Regions from separate parts of the Ovis aries genome. Here region 2 is linked to region 1. Evidence: chromatin contacts called from public Hi-C data. All regions are on one chromosome and are shown on one strand. Each heading gives the region's core, a stretch centred on a gene start, on an enhancer-like site or on the middle of the called end of the contact. The rest is flanking DNA. Distances are from core to core; before and after follow the strand shown.

Region 1 (3,133 bases), core at 615-3,114:
GTCCATCGAGTCAGTGATGCCATCCAGCCATCTCATCCTTTGTCGTACTCTTTTCCTCCCACCTTCAATCTTTTGCAGAATCAGGGTCTTTTCAAATGAGTCAGCTCTTCACATCAGGTGGCCAAAGTATTGGAGTTTCAGCTTCAGCATCAGTCCTTCCAATGAATTCTCAGGACTGATTTCCTTTAGGATAGACTGGTTGGATCTCCTTGATCCCTCTTTGAGGGTCCAAGGGACCCTCAAGAGTCTTCTCCAGCACCACAGTTCAAAAGCATCAATTCTTCAGTGCTCAGCTTTCTTTATAGTCCAACTCTCACATCCATACATGACTACTGGAAAAACCATAGTTTTGACTAGATGGACCTTTGTTGGCAAAGTAATGTCGCTGCTTTTTAAAATGTGTCTAGGTTGGTCATGGCTTTTCTTCCAAGGAGCAAGTGTCTTTTAATTTCAAGGCTGCAATCACCATCTGCAGTGATTTGGGAGCCCCCCAAAATAAAGTCTGTCACCGTTTCCACTGTTTCCCCATCTATTTCCCATGAAGTGGTGGGACCATATGCCTTGATCTTAGTTTTCTGAATGTTGAGTTTTATATCCTGGAATTATTAGCTTGATGTTTAAGTAAAGTATAAATGAGAATATTATTATTTATCTTATAGGATTATCATAAAGATAAGAGAGAAAGAATTTGGAGGTCAAAGCGTCTGCCTGCAATGCGGGAGACCTGGGTTTAATCCCTGGGTCGGGAAGATCCCCTGGAGAAGGAAATGGCAACCCACTCCACAACTCTTGCCTGGAAAATCCCATGGACAGAGGAGCCTGGTAGGCTACAGTCCATGGGGTCGCAAAGAGTCGAACACGACTGAGAACTTTACTAGGCAGATAGAGCCTGGCAGGCTACAGTCCATGGGGTCGCAAAAGAATCGGACACGACTTAGTGACAAAACAAGACAGAAGGGCTTACCACTTCTCACTGAGCATCTGCTCTTTGTTGGTAGCGCCTTCCGATGAATGTGCTGTTCTGCGCTATGTCCACTAGAGGGCAGCAGAGGAACGGGACTGGAGACTGGAAAACAACCGGAGATCAGAGCTACTTCCTTATGTTCACTGTCAACAATGTTTACAGTTGATTAAAAGTCAGTTCAAGATTGGTAAGGCTAGACATCTTAACTGCCACTGCCCAACTCATTTTCCCCTTCATGTGCATGATGCTCTTCCATAATTTATCAAAGCCATTCCAGTAAGATTTCTGTTGTGGAAAAGAAAACCAGTTACTTCTTAAACTTTCCAACTTTCTAACTTCTTATGCACCTGTAAGTTATTGGGTATAACTCACATTGGGAATAACCCACCGAGCCTGGTAATTCTCAACAGGTAGAAACTAAAGTAGTTACCTATTTCAAACAGACCAACGGTTTGACCCTGTAGAAAGAACTGGAAACATCTCAGGAGGGTGGGAGGCGGGGCCAGGAGGAAGGAGACCTCCTCTTGGATGCCTCCTCTTTCAGAAAAAGGGGAAATAAAAATTCAGAAAGGTAGGACTATTCGGTATCGTTTACTAAGGCAGAGGGCAGAAAGATTTTTCCATCGGAGCAGTTGGCAATGACATTGGCTCCCTTCCTCCCAGGTCACGTGCTTTCCAACACCATCCTGGCTCGGATACCCAGCTACTAAACTTGTTTGTTCTGTAACTAATGTTCTACTTTTTCCAGACCTAACTGGCACTTCTCTTACCCAAGCTGAGATCACAGGGCTGAATAGGTCGGGTCACTACCTCCGGACGATGCTTTGTCACGTGCTTCAGACTCCGCTCCCAGCTCCCTGCAGGACTCAGTGTGGTGTAGGAACCCAGGCAGGAACATTCTAGCAAAATCCAGGATTTCACTCTCGCTGAGGAAAACCAACTTCCAACCTGCAGAGGGAGTAACTGTATGACTCAGACTTGTACAAGGACCAGAGGAGCTCACACAGCTGAGAAAGAGGAAAGGAGACGGAAGGATACCCCAAAGGAAAAGATTTTCTTAAGGAAAGAAGGGACATAAAATTTCTACACGAGAAATTTGTCTCCATGATTCACTCTCGAGCTCTGGTCAGAAAAGAATTTTCTGGAAAAAGTTTTCATCCTGGTAATGAGCTTGCTTACTTCCCAGAAGGAATCAAGCTCTCACTTACCCCTGGGCCTTTGCACGTGCACCCTCCCTAGAGCACTCTCTTACCCTGCCTGGCTGGCTCCTCTGCTTTATTGCAGTGAGACCGCAGAAGTCGCTTCCTCTAGGATGCCTTCTCTGATTCTCCAAGTCCAGGACAAGCAGGGTCCTCTCCTCAGGGACCCTTTCTGCTTAGCTGAGAAGGGAGAAGTGGGCGAGCCAGGGACCTTCAGACAAGCTCAGGTCACCTGCCTCTAACCCCAGGTGACACAGAGACCATCTTCCTGGAACCTTCTGTAGCAAGAAACAGCTCTCCCACCCCACTCTCTGGCTGTTGCCGTGTCCAGCTCACTCACCTCTTTGACTTTTGTGCCTTAATAGAAAAAGATTATCTCCGTACCCCTGCACCTCACACCACTACTAGACCACAAATATGCTCAGTAATCTGTCTCCTGGACTTGGAAAATCAGAGATGGCTTCCTAGAGGAAGCAGCTTCTATGGTCTCACTGCAGTAAAGGACAGGAGCCAGCCAGGCAGGGTCAGAGAGTGCTCTAGAGAGGGTGCCCGTGCGAAGACCCAGGGGTAAGTGAGAGCCTGGTTCCTTCTGGGAGCTAGAGTGGCAAGGGATGAGGCTGGGGAGACAGGCAGGAGCCCTGCAGTTCTTGCTCCTCAAAGTATAATGTACAGGTCCGCAGCACTGGCTTCAGCTGGAAGCTTATTAGAAGTGAAGAATTTCAGGCCTGATTTCAGATTTATTGAATCAGAATCGCATTTTAAGATCCCCTGGGGATCTGCTGCACAATCAGGTTTGTGAAGCCTTCCTCTAAGTGCATTCAGCAGTTCCAACTTGTGAGCAATAGGAAACCTGGGCGTGATTAAGCAGGGGAATCACATGATTAAGACTTGGGAGAAGTCATTCCTGCTGCAAAGTGGAGGGAAAGGGGGTGAGTTAGTAGAGATCAATGTAGGAGATAAGGACGTCAGG
Region 2 (2,760 bases), core at 105-2,604, 310 kb after region 1:
AAACTTTGTCCAGTGTACAAAGGAACATTAACAAACATGGCAAGAGACTGAATACTGAAGAGAGTTTAGATCAATCATTCTAGGGGAAAGAACAGCTGTATTTGAAAAGTTGTATGATTCTATGAACTGTCAAAAAATAAGGAAAATCAAAGTTCACACTAATTTATTTTCTTAAATACAAAAACTAATTGCAATCAGTTCCCAGAACTAGATAGACTATATCTCCCCAAAGCCAGGTTTCTATTAAAAAAGAGGCAAAAGCAGTCAAGCATTCGACCTTCTCTTACTTAACATTCCCCAGTCATCCGGCTACTCTGATGGGAAGGGTAACAGCATCGACTCTCAAGAAGCTGCCAGCTGCCTGCGAACATTCTGCCCAGAATATTTGCTGAGATTCTATTGAGAGCAGAGTGGAACATTAAACCCTTAAGGGATTTAAAAAAAAGAGAGAGACCTATAAGGTCCTCGTTATTTGAGTTATCAGGGGCTGTGCATCATGGGGTGACAGGCAGATCCAATAGACAAACGACACACACACATACTAAATACTTGCTAAGTAAGTGTTGACCTAGTGGCCCCCCTACCACTCGGCCTGTCCTGGTGGCGCTGAGTGCCGGGCACAGGAACACTTGCTAGTGGAATGAATGATTGACCGATCTGAATGGACAGAAGAGGGGATTCAGCAGGTTGCCACATTAGATGAAGCAATCACAGCATCAAGTGACGTTAGTGTATTTATTCTGGCGGATCTTAATTTATTTGTGAGCGCACACGACTCTTTAAGGGCCCGCATACAGGCAGGGAGCTCTGGGGAGGGACACAGTAACAAAGAAGAAAAGAGAGCCTTCCACGCCTCGGCCGGGGGCGGGTCGCGTGCAAACCCGGGGTTAAGGCGAGCGGGGCTGGAGGCCGCGGGTCCCGTGTCCGTGTCCAGGTCGGCCTAGGCCTCCTGTGCTATAAATACAGCGGCCCACATGCTGCAGAGACACGGTGTTCCTTGCACTCGCGGGACAGATAACATGAATTTGCCCTTTAAACGTCCCAAGTACAGGCACAGCCCCTAGCCCACCCCTGCCTCCCGGAAGCGCCTTCGCCCCCGTTGCCCTCTGCAGAAGAGGGGGCGGGTCAGGAGGCGGGGCTCCGAGCACCCGCCCAGCCAATGAGAGGGGCGAGCGGGGCCCTGGGGCCCCGCCTCCTCTCGCGATAGCCTGGGCGGGGTATATAAAGCGGGCAGCGGGGTGAGGTGAGCGGCCCCTTTGCGTCGCGCAGGGTCTGGAGCAGGGGAAGCCGGGGCTGCCCGGGCGGAGACAGCGAGAGCGCGTCTCGCGGAGGCGGTGTGCGCCCGGCTGTCACCATGAGCGATCAGGCTCTGAGCTTCCTGAAGGATTTCTTGGCCGGCGGCGTGGCCGCTGCCATCTCCAAGACTGCTGTCGCGCCCATCGAGAGGGTCAAACTGCTGCTGCAGGTGAGGACCTTGCGGGCGCGGCGAGCGGGGCGCGGGCGCGCGGGACCGGGCGCGCGGGGCCCCGGCGAGTCGCGGGGCGCGGGGCTGTCCCCCAGATCCGCGCTAGGCCCCGGGCCCGGCGCACGGCCTGCACGAAGGGGAAGGTGCCCTCTGCGCAGAGACAGGTCCAGCGTCAGTAGCGGATTCCTGGTGTCGGGTGGCGCCCCGCGTGCGGGTGTCTATATATGGAAACCCACCCCGAGTAGGTTGCAGCCAGCCAGATCCTGCTCCGGGGACAGCGCGGGCACTCAGGCCTGGGTCAGCCTCACCTCTTGATTTTCAGACCCCCTTGCACCCTCTTCTCAGCATCCACCTTTTACGATTAACATCATCGAAATAATTACTACTCAAGATTATTACAGTGTCCAGTGTGCCATGCTATAGCCGACATTATTCTATTATTCATTCATCTTGGTATGACCTCTGTAAAACAGATACTGTTTCCCCCATTTTGCACATAAAGGAACAGGTCTTGAGAGACCAACACTTTTCAAAATAAACTCAGATGGCCTTATTCATCCTTTCCCCAAATCTTTTCCTCCCCAGCCCTGATCTCTGAATGGCTTGTTCTCATCATCTCACCGCCCCGCTCCCCCCCCTGCAAAAAGCAAGGACCCCTCCATGAGGAACTGGGCATTCTCAATTTGGGAGTCAAAATGATCAATAACAAGAAAAAACCCCAACAAATGGCCCACAGCAACAACTCCTCAATAATTGATTATTTGGATATGCTTGGAAAATGTCAGGCTCCAATGCTGAGTGGATTCCTTCTTCTTTACTACTCAGAGATTGTGTCTTCAGGGACACTAAAGAGAGACTGAGGAATCCTCACCTCCTGCCGATCATATCTGTCAGATCAGAGCAGGTGTCCTTTGGGCCAGGGATCTTTAATTATTTCTGTCTCCCAGTAATAAACCCCTAGTACAGTTCTGGCACCTAGGGAAAATGCAGCAAATCAATGTCTCCCTTTACGTAATCAGATCATCCTTTTCAGTGTATTTTGGAGAACTGTTTCTCTCAAATGCCCTGCCCTGGTAATTGAGGTAAACTGGGTTTAGGGGACTCAGTGTCCAAGTAGCTAAGACCTCAGTTTACTCAGTGTTCATTTGATTTCCCCGTACTTTTTAAACAAGGAAATCAGGAAGCACAAACCTTGTTCTCCTGCCCTCTTCTCTCGGCCCTCCCTGTCCCCCCCATCTCCCTCCTCCCCCGCCCCTCTCCCTGCTGCAGGTCCAGCATGCCAGCAAACAGATCAG

What was found. Hi-C and Micro-C count contacts between places; a contact is called where the count stands out from the background.
Region 2: a contact with region 1 is called in a Hi-C map of liver, with 4 times the contacts expected there. The contact joins the promoter of SLC25A4 here to the promoter of CENPU in region 1. A contact is called at or near these places in 7 of 16 Hi-C or Micro-C datasets (blood, liver, muscle and 2 more).

What each region holds. Positions count from the first base shown.
Region 1 is chr26:14,362,278-14,365,410 of ARS-UI_Ramb_v3.0, forward strand. It overlaps CENPU (centromere protein U), which reads right to left and starts at 1,865. Exons shown (of 13, transcript XM_060406947.1): 1 at 1,735-1,865; 2 at 965-1,066. The coding sequence starts at 981.
Region 2 is chr26:14,675,185-14,677,944 of ARS-UI_Ramb_v3.0, forward strand. It overlaps SLC25A4 (solute carrier family 25 member 4), which reads left to right and starts at 1,355. Exons shown (of 4, transcript NM_001127278.1): 1 at 1,355-1,465; 2 at 2,735-2,760. The coding sequence starts at 1,355.